Linked DNA regions of Triticum aestivum: region 1 is linked to region 2. The links are chromatin contacts, called in public Hi-C maps. All regions are on one chromosome and are shown on one strand. Each heading gives the region's core, a stretch centred on a gene start, on an enhancer-like site or on the middle of the called end of the contact. The rest is flanking DNA. Distances are from core to core; before and after follow the strand shown.

What was found. Hi-C and Micro-C count contacts between places; a contact is called where the count stands out from the background.
Region 1: a contact with region 2 is called in a Hi-C map of leaf, with 6 times the contacts expected there. The contact joins the promoter of LOC123102537 here to the promoter of LOC123102534 in region 2. A contact is called at or near these places in 2 of 5 Hi-C or Micro-C datasets (both in leaf).

Annotation. Positions count from the first base shown.
Region 1 is chr5A:112,077,599-112,082,723 of IWGSC CS RefSeq v2.1, forward strand. It overlaps LOC123102537 (protein MODIFIER OF SNC1 1), which reads right to left and starts at 2,758. Exons shown (of 9, transcript XM_044523927.1): 1 at 2,372-2,758; 2 at 966-1,043; 3 at 837-881; 4 at 344-707; 5 at 170-260. The coding sequence starts at 2,403. LOC123102538 (a long non-coding RNA gene) reads right to left here. Exons shown (of 5, transcript XR_006449025.1): 2 at 4,555-5,125; 3 at 4,352-4,411; 4 at 4,060-4,184; 5 at 3,570-3,660.
Region 2 is chr5A:111,783,182-111,788,931 of IWGSC CS RefSeq v2.1, forward strand. LOC123102534 (membrane magnesium transporter) reads right to left here and starts at 2,697. Exons shown (of 4, transcript XM_044523923.1): 1 at 2,428-2,697; 2 at 2,043-2,095; 3 at 1,605-1,705; 4 at 1-211. The coding sequence starts at 2,500. The coding sequence ends at 118.

The DNA.
Region 1 (5,125 bases), core at 1,508-4,007, 290 kb after region 2:
GAAATCAGATCAGTCAGAACAAAGAACTGAGATTTGCGGAAATAAATCTAGCAGATATGGCATATATCAGCATACCATATGATCAATACAATCAAGAATTCCAAATATTCAGTAAGAAGTCATGGCCTGTAACAAAAAATATGTATAATACATTTTGCGTGCAGATTACCTCGTTGACTGTTTGATTCAGAGATTTTCTCAGAACCAAGTGTTGGGAAATCACCGGTACTTAGAGTAAACGCATGCCCATGTGAAGATCCCTACATAGTTAAGAACAAACATATTATTAAGTAGGCTCCGATTGCTGACGCCCAAGCCATATAAAGTAAGTATTGTGAATTACCGATCTGTCAACAGTCCTTATCGATACATTCATATTATCTGAGGGGTTATCTGCAAACCGAGAAAGCTGTGAGCTTCCTGGTCTTGTCTCTGCACTTCGAGGACGATTTGTGACCACTGGTACATTTTGTGATGGTAATGTGCCAGAAGCTGAGGACGGCCGAGAATTTGGACCCCAAGCATTAGGAGAGTCAAGAGATTCACTTCCAGCTGTTGAGGGCCTTGAACCTCCACCGGAAGAGGGGCGGCCATTGAATTGGCTTGGTGCACCAGAATTTCCATCCTTCTTGGGAGATAGAAGTGACGAGGAATTCCATGCATTTGGTGTTGTAGGTCCTGGTTTGCTGCCCCATGTGAGGGTGCCCCTAAAATCAAAATGATAACCTCATCACTAGAAATTGTTGAAAACTATTGAGAACTCTGAATGAGTAGCATCAGATCACGAAAAGAATGGATAAAAAAAGTGTGGTATAACAATGAGTGTGGGAACTCACTTTGGAACGATTTCCACCTTGGGGTCAAGACCTTGATTTTCCAACCTTCATGAGAACTACTAAATCAGTTCACATAGAAGTATACAAAGATAAGATTTCGCTTACAATGTCCAATACAAAAACTGTTACCTCTGACTTGGCAAATTAATGGGCTTTGGGATTTTTCCAAGAACAGTCATGCCAGATTTCCTTGTAGGAGCAGCCCATCTGCAGAAAGCAGTACAGAATAATAAAGTACACACATAGTACATCAGCAGCAGTGCTATAACTAAGCAACAATTATTAAGCGCGTTAACCTGATTATGTGGGCATAGTCTTAAAAACATATTGCATATCAATATAAATATTGAGTCTCAGAAGGATAAATGAATGGAGCTTAATCATCCATCTATAGGAAGAGAACTACAAATATTCTATCAAATGGCATTGCAAATCAGTACATAAAGCATTTAACAAATTTAATACACAGAAATAATTAGGACTCCACTACAAATCTGACGTCAAATTGTTTTTTTAGGCAAATCAAACATTTTTCATAGCAAATTATGTTCTCCGAGGATGGCAAGTTTAGTTGGCGAGTATGGCAAATCCGCCTCAGTTCATTTTTGTGTCAGAAATTGCAGGGCTTGCAAACTAAATTTGCCGTTATCACACCAATGTAAATTGACATGAAAAACGTCAGATTTGCCATCGGATTTTTAGTGTTTCCGAATGATTATGGCTGAGAGATGGAAGTGTGCAGAGTTATGCCAAATGCTCCTTGACAGTATGCTATCGAAAGGATTCAAAACTTTTTGTTCAAATACCACTTAACCAATAAAACACGGGCTTACAAATAGGAAGGTGAAAACGGCCCAAAAAAGGCTCGGGCACTCCTGTCTGCTGATGGGCCAAGATGAAACGTGATATGAGCCTGGACTTGCATCTTTTGATAAAAAATTTGTTCAATACACTAAATACATACTCTGCCGAATCATTCATCAAGGTTCACTGACTGAATTAACAAAAACCTGAGCAGTCTGCCCTTGGACAAAAGACAGTTCTTTAAGAGAAAGCAGATAACTGACTTTCTGCCGTTAAAAGGATTTGATAAATACACTGAGAGGAAACGAAGCATATCAGCTATAAATACATATTTGCTTGGTTGAAAGAAGAGCACGGGCTCATCTGCGACCATCTGGTGCCATGACGCTGCCGCGCAGATACCATACCACACAACTGGATTGCTTAACCGTCGAACAGCATAGAATTGAACCAGACAACCTAGAAATGCACTCTGCCTGTCATGCTTCCGATCCGGAAACTAGCATTCGAACGACACCAAAGCTAAATACTACCACCCGCCAAGCACTACTACAAATCGATGATTAGAAAAAAAACTGATATTTGCAATTTTAAAACAAAAATAGCAAGCGTCGCCAGAATCACCACGCGCAACAATGCAAAGGCCCTGCGCATCCAGTCGCGGACGAAATTCAAAACGACGAGGGAGAGGAAATCGCGTCGCGCGCGCGAGGGGGATAGGCATCTCGCACCTCTTGTCTGTGGTGAGCAGGCTCGAGGCCATGGCCCCTCCCCGCGAGCTTGCGCCCCTCGCCGGGGGTCCGAATCGAGCGTCGCCGATCGCCGGGACGTGAGCCTGGCGCGTCCAGGCCAGGGAGATCGGGATCTCTCGGACGGCCTCGGAGGGGCCGCGAGGAGCGAAACCCTAGAGACGGACGGACGCCGCGATCGGCCCGGATCGGCGACGGCTGCGGCGGAAGAGGCGGGAGGCAGGCGTGGAGAATCCGCGGGAACCCTCGCGGCCGGGCCCTGCCGTCCGGCGAGCGGCGGCGGCGGGGGAGGGCGACGGAGATTGACGGGTGGGCCCCGCGCGTCAGATGGGAGGAGGGAAGGGGACGGAGGAGAGAGAGAGAAGAGAAGGTTGGAGAGGCGTTCGTGAGAGCGGTATAAAGGGGAGGCGGAGGGGACGCGTGGCGGTGCGGGGGATGGGTGGGCTCGTGCGGGTGCCCGGGGACGCGTGGAGTCGTACGAGTGGTGGGCTCTGACGGGGTGCTGCGCCCGTCCGGCGCAGGGAATCCCAGCGGGGAGTTGCGTGCTTGGATTTGGGTGGCCAGGTCGGGCGCCGCGACGTCGACGTTTCGTGCGAGCCAAGATTGCCACAAGTGTACACGGTTCGTCACCGGATGACCCTACGCGTGGTCGATGCCCTTTTTCTTTTTTCTTTTGTCCTCCCTCGTGATCAGTGGTGTATCACTAATTGGGGCCGCCATTGCGAGCCTCGTGAGAGCCCTTCTTTGCGTTGTAATGTTGGTTGTGTGCATTAATCTTGTTTTGTGTTGCTGATATGTTGGCTTTGTTTATTGATAAATGATTTGCTTGTGTCTTGTTTTGACTTGGCTGAATGCACCTGATATAAACCTGCAAAATGTGGAGAGAAAAAACTTGTCAACAAGAAAATATGTGAACTCAACCTATTTGAGACATGTCCCTAGACTGGACAGGGAGCATTGCCTCACCCAAGCATGCGAGACAATGAATTCAAGGTTATGGTTGGCGCAGCTAGCTGCAAATAAACTAAATGTAGCTTTGCAATACTTTATCTCTTCTGATTTAAACACAAGTTTCTCGGGAAAAAATATTTAAACACAAGTTACTAAGTTTTAAGATTATAAAGTACGATATGCACCACATAGACATCATGATATGAAATATAAAGAAAACATGTTAATTCCTTATCTGTTCATTTTTGCAGTCTTCTCTAATTTCACCGACAAAGACACAACGTTGCCAAGAGAATCCTACAAGTTTGGTTATTTCGTTCCTGAAACAGGGAGCATATGGTAGTTTCAGACATAAACAACATTAGGGCAACAATACTTTTACACATCACAACAAATATCTAAACAAAATTTCAGCCAATAGAAAAAAAAGTATCTGCTACGAACACAAATAATTCCAGGTACATTTGTTGAAATTATATCTAAACAAAATCTAGAGATATGAACTAAGTGCGTCACAAAATAAAGTAGAGCATTTGCCAACATTTGTAGTATTAGTCATCACTATGAAGTAAAAGTAGCACAAAAGCTCACCGCTGATGCGCACGCATCAATGAAATGTGAATATGCTCTTCTTATGCATGATCTAGTCTCTTTTATATGAAAGCTACAACGAAATCTGGAGGGAGGGGGCGAAGAAGGGGAACGGTGAGAGAGATGACCTGTGTTGGGAGACTAATGTAGTGCAAGCAGTCATAGCAGGGCATGGAGAGCACTCCCAGCTCCTACAATCATTACTCGGAGTAATCCAAACTCCAAAAGGTTGTTCTTAGAATAATCAAAAACCCTACAAAACAATACATAAATTATTTGCTTCAAGATATGAATATGTACACTTTGAGAAGAATTCAAAATTACCATACAAAATCTTGCAGTTCTTCCTACTCTACTAAGCATGTAAAATCGGTGATATTATTTGAAGTATTTAGATGTAGTATTGCATCTCCTACTTACTCGAAGCATCGATGCCAGCTCCTACTTGTTGTTGATGTTTGATCGATCGGCATCGTACATCTGAAAATAGTAGTGTTTTATTACGTTTTCGGTCAGAGTTAGGTATCTCTCTGAATTAGACATCCATATGCATTGCACTCCCACTGCAATTGGTAAGATCATTGCAAGAACCATCTCATGCATAATGCATTTGTCAAGTTTACCTAAAAGTAGAGCCCACGACATCATCGCCCTGTGAGTTCCCCGGGCTGGACAGCCCGCAAAGGACCTCCCTCATGTCAACGGTTCCATCACGGTTGTTGTCGAACAAAACACGAGGATCTGTGGTAATAGGTTGTAATAATAATATCTTATATTATGGAACGGGGAGTAGCAAATAAGTGTTGCCTGATTAATTTAATGACCCCAATATCATCAGCAAGCTCTCGTCATCTTCCTTAGCATTTTCAACGCTTCTTAGCAAATGATATCACATGAATGGCTTCTAACAATACAGGATAGTTAGTTGGTGAATGCAGTCACTAACGCAAAGCTTGTCTACGCACTAACTATAGTAATAAGCATAATATATCTTTTCATGCATCGGGCCCTCCTTCCAAGAAGTACATAGTGTCAGCACAACCATTGTAACTTAAGCTGCTTAGAACACTAGTAGTGAGAAATATCAACGCAGCCATATAATGAGGTTATTCAATAAACTGACATTTTAAGGAATTTTTGAAAGTGAAATGACTATCATCTCATAATTATGCACCGGCAAGTTAAATTTCATGA
Region 2 (5,750 bases), core at 1,447-3,946:
AAACAAGTTATGGCCAAGAAAAAGCTTTCCCCTCTTACACATGGGTGACACAAGAATAACTGGATGGATCCTCCTCTTGGGCAAAAGGTTACATGACAAGAAAGGAACAGAATTTGTTCATATCTTCAACTTCAAGTCTGCGTCTGAAGGCAGTGCCCTTCCACGGTGGTTGAAGATCATGAAATCCAGGTTTGCTGGGAGCGATACGATCCTGTGGCAATAGGTGGATTAGAGACAGGAAATGGGTAGCAGGGGTTCCTCCCTAGGCAGTGTGTATTCAAAACAGAAGGAAAGCTGCTATGTAGGCTCAACAGTTCATGATGATAACATAATATGAGTGCAACGGTGACCATGGAGTCTTCACAAAGCATTAAATAGGAAAGCCATATCAGGAAAATTCAAAGGAAATATTTTTATTTCCTCACAAACCATCCACATAATTGGGAGGTAAGGTGACTTTCGGGCATACTATGGCAAATTCAGCAACATGTGGTAGGCTCAACAGTTCATTGATAACATAACATGAGTGCAACTGTGACTACGGAGTCTTCACAAAGCATTAAATAGGAAAGCCGTGTCAGGAAAATTCAAAGGAAATGTTTTTATTTCCTGAAAAACACCACACATAATTGGGAGGTAAGGTGACTTTCGGGCATACTATGGCAAATTCAGCAACATGTGGCAACAAAAGCTCATCATAATGCCCCAAAGGAAAAGAGAGAATGTGCCAAATAAACGAACTATCATGGATTATTTGCTGCTACAAACATGCCTAAATAACACCATAAACATTTCAGGCATCGAAAAACATCAACAGAAAATAGGTTTTAAAACAGTTCCATAGTTTTTCTATTCCTTATTAGATTATATCTTTAACCTAGTACCAAACTCAAATATGAAAAATAACACTCTTATGCTCTATCCAAGCAAATGTAAGGTACTCATTTTCAAAGGTCTAACATAGCTCAGAAACGAGACTGCCATCTTCAACTCAAGCTAACAAGTGCCGTCACTGCATCGAATTCAGAGGTGCTTACACGGTCGAGAATCAAGAGTCTATGCATCATAGGATCCCATGTCTGACTAGTGAATGACTAACATTTATGTTTGCCTGAATATGTGCGGTTTCAAATATTAAGCATCATGCAGCCTTTATTAGTATTTCTACTGCGCACTAATGCATAAATGTGAACATGGTGTACTGTTGTGTGCGTGTAATTGTGTATCTCCTTTCAAGTATTACATCTCTCTTTCAGCCGTACTATATGCCCGTATTACAAAAGCATGTTACTGAGGATGTTTATAAAATACACATGATCATGTAACAGGTTGCCCTGGAAGGACATAACAGTTAACTTCATGCTATTTAACAAGGAAAACAACTCATCATGCAAAACTGTAAAGGTACGTGGTCACATTTCCCGTAAATCCATTTCGTCGGTTCTGGTTCCATAATTTGTCAATCGCGAACTATAGAAGAAAACTACAGCTGAGTTTCTAAGCTTACTTAACCTCTGTATCCAATCTACGACTATACGCCACGACCCCAGATAAAAATTCAAGATTAGTTAACAAGGAGCTCCAAATAGTGAAATAGGCTTTACCTATTCTCCTCGGAATGGGGGAGCACCGAAAGGAACTTTGCTGGAACAGAGACACCTGCCCACATGCATAAGGCAAGCCCCAGGAGCAGCTGCATCATCACCTGCACAACAGAAAGCACAGGTTATGCAACGTAAACAACAGGCTTAAGCTGAGGTATAAGCTTCTGCAATTTTCTGGGGATAACATGCCCGAATTATTAGTGCTAATAAATGGCCTTTTTACATAGAATTGTACTAAATCAGAAGCAGCCACCACAGAAAAAATTATCTATTGGGCATTTTGTTACTACTGTACAAATCATGGTTACACCTACATAATTACGAGCCCAACATATTGCGCGAAACTACGACTCCCAAGCTAGTCAAATATAGTACTTAGAAAGCAAGACTACGCAGCAGAATCTGAGTGTTACTTCCAGAAGGAGGAAGTGCACGTACATCCACTGGCGGCCGCGAGAACTCCTCTTCCGTGATCTTCAGCACCGCACGATCTGCAGCAACAACAACAAAACACAATCAGATCCTGGAACCTAGCGACCAACCCCAGCAGCAACCTTCATCGTAAACTTCGAGCTCTGTCATGATTCTGGAAAGCTCGGCTGTCCCAAATCTAAACGGGATCAGCACACAGGTCAATTCAAATCGCGACCTAGATCTGAACACTAGCAGTATAACCAACGACGGGGCAGCTCGAGAACCAGGGTCCGTCGGCCGAGGATCTGAGCGCGCGGCGCCGGGAATCGGAAACCCTCTACGGAGTTTTGCGCCACCCGCCAGTCACAAAATCGAAAATCACGCGTAAGGAGTAGGAGCGCGGTGTTACATTGGATGGTGGCGTAGGCGGCGTGGGCGAGGAGGGCGCCGCCGAGGATGCCGATGACGTAGCCGATCCCCATGGCGAGGCGACGCAAGGCCAGGCGAGCTGCTTCTCCGGCCGCCCTCTCCTTCCTTTGCGCTTCCGCTGAGACTGCTGCTTCCCCGATCTCGATTCTCGAATCCGGCTGCTCGATCCGGTGCGGTGTTCTGTTGTGCTGTTCACGCTGACGATGCAAGCTGACAGACAGGTGGGGCAGGGGACGGCTATGGTTGTGCGGCGAGAAGCCAAGTCCTTGTGACCTCCTCGGAGCTGACACGACGGCCCCACATGTCGGTCGCTGTAATTTTTTTGTGGGATTTTTTCATGGATTTAAGTTAGGATTTGCTATCCGGAATTTGCTTGTGAGTGTAGTTTGTTGTTGGACATGGAAAAAGATCTGAAAAACAAGGCATTTGAATCTCGTTGTGGTTAAAGGTTAACGAGGAAGTTACGTCGGCGTGGTGCCAATTGGAGCCGCTAGGCAACCTGGATTGTGTGCATCCGCGTGGTGTGAGTGGTCATGTGTTCTGGTTATGCCTGGCGTGTTACTCCCTCTCCGGATCTGTGCAGGTGGCGTTGTTGGCCTCAGTGATGGCGCGATGATACGTCTCTGTCGTATCTATAGTTTTTGATTATATAACTTTCACATATTTTGGGCAATATTTTATATGATTTATTCCAGTGCCCATTGCCACTTCCTGTTTTTTGCATGTTTTTTGTTTCGCGGAATATCCATATCAAACGAAGTCCAAATGCAATAAAATTTTACGAGGAATTATTTTGGAATATATGTGATTTTTTAGACTTGGAATCAACGCAAATGGAGGCCCACAGCCCCCACAAGACACCAGGGCACGCCCAACTGGGTTGTGCTCACCTCGTACGTCGGTTGGATCTCTACTTCGAGCGCAAGGAAGCTTATATCCGGAAAAAATCGTGTTAAAATCTCAGCGCAATCGGAGTTACGGATCTCCGGAAATATAAGAAACGGTTTTCGGCCAGAAAACAGGAGCGTGAAACAGAAGAGAACAGGGAGACAGATCCAATCTCGGAGGGGCTCTCGCCCCTCCGCCGTCATGGAGGGCATGGACCAGAGGGGAAACCCTCCGCCCATCTAGGGAGGAGGTCAAGGAAGAAGAAGAAGGAAGGGGGCTCTCCCCCTCTCTCCCGGTGGCGCCGGAGTGCCGCCGGGGCAAGGATCGGGACGACGATATACATCAACAATCTTGCTACCGTCAACACCAACTTTCTCCCCCTCTATGCAGCAGTGTAACCTCTCTATTCCCGCTGTATTTCTCTACTTAAATAGGTGCTCAACACTATATATTATTATCCGATGATATGTGGTTATCCTATAATGTTTGAGTAGATCTGTTTTGTTCTATGAGTTGTTCGGTGAAATTGCTATGTTTGGTTTAAATTACTTGTGGTTATGTTGTTGTCCTTTGGTGCCCATCATATGAGCGTGTGTGTGGATCACACAATAGGTTTAGTTGTATGTTGATAGGACTATGTATTGGAGGGCCAGGGTGACAGCAGCTTCAGCCTAGCATAGAAATTGATGCATACGGGATTGGAGGGGGACCAATATATCTTAAGGCTATATATGGTTGGGTTTTACCTTAATGAACGATAGTAGTTGTAGATGCTTGCTGGAGTTTCAATCATAAGTGCATAGATTTTCAAGTAAGGGATGACATGCTAGCAGTGGCCTCTCCCACATAAAAAACTTGCTATCGGTCTAGTAACGTAGTCGATTGCCTAGGGACAAATCCTTCTCTTGTGTTACAAAAGGCTATCTACTTTCATTACCTTGCAATTTATTTCAAGTTATATTCTCGCAAAGTACTTCTAATTTTATTCTTGTTCAAGGTAAAGCAAACGTCAAGTGTGTGTAGAGTTGTATCGGTGGTCGATATAACTTGAGGAAATATTTGTTCTACCTTTAGCTCCTCGTTGGGTTCAACACTCTTATTTATCGAAGAAGGCTACAAACGATCCCCTATACTTGTGGGTTATCACGCGGCTACGTGTTGCTGTTGGCGGTGTGGTGAGTTCACACATGGTGGTGGCGGGGTGATGTGCGTCGGCGCGTGCACGTCTCCATGGTGTTGTTGTGGCTCGATCAACATGCTCTCAGATCCGGCAGTCATGGTCTTCTTATGCTAGTGCAGCGGGCTTTTGCTCTTTATTGGCCATTGATAAGCTCCTTCCCCGAGGCTCTAGTAGGTGGAGGTGCTTAGGCTCTAGGCGAAAGTCTTGGTTCGACGGGGGTCGAAGAACACCGGCGACGATGCTTCTTGGAGTTGTCGCTGAAGAGTTCCTCCTTTTCACTAGACTGCGGCTTGTTGGTTCGAGGGTTGCCGTGGAGGTTGTTGGTGTGGCTGGCCTTATCCCAAGGCCCGGTGGGGGCTGGTGTGGATAGCTCTGGGTGGTTCGATGGGGATCGAAGGATACCATCGACGATGCTTCTTGAAGGCATCTGCGAAGAGCTCGCTCACACATCTCCGGGTTGTGGACATGCTGGTAATGGGGTTCGAGTTGGCTGTTGTTGGCTGGTGTGGGTGGCTCTGGGTGGTTCGATGGGGATCAAAGGATACCATCGACGATGCTTCTTGAAGGCATCTGCGAAGAGCTCGCTCACACATCTCCGGGTTGTGGACATGTTGGTAGTGGGGTTCGAGTTGGCTGTTGTTGGCATGGTTGTTGGCATGGTTGTGGAGTTTTTTACGCGGTTGTCCCTTGATCAATCGTGTGATGTGTGCGGCCTGATTTCCCTTATAAATGGGGCCACTCTGTTTTTGTTTTTTGTTTTTTTACGTGCAAGGTAGCAGCTTATAAATCACATGTTATTTTTATGCAACCAAACATCTTAAGGATTCGGCGATTCATAACACTATCTTTTTACATTCCTATGATTTTAGAACCATCGGACCAGGGAATCACCTAGGTGGAAAGAGCAATAGAAGAAGTTATGTATATGCTCTTTTGTCCAAAACATTTGTTGATGACCATAGATCATATTCAACTTGGTTAGAAAAAAATCTTTGTTTAATTTTCACTTAGACAAACCATTATAAAAAACCACACAATTACCCAACACACTAACAGGGTGCCAAAATTTTCTTACGTCCCCACTTCCTTTCTTCTACCAACGTTTTATCGTTCTCTCTGCTCCCACACGTGAGTGTATTCATTGACCTTATTTTCCCCTCTTCTCTTCATATGCCACTCTCCCTTACTTCCACATGAAGGCCCCGGTCTCCTTGCCAAGCATCCCTAACACTCAG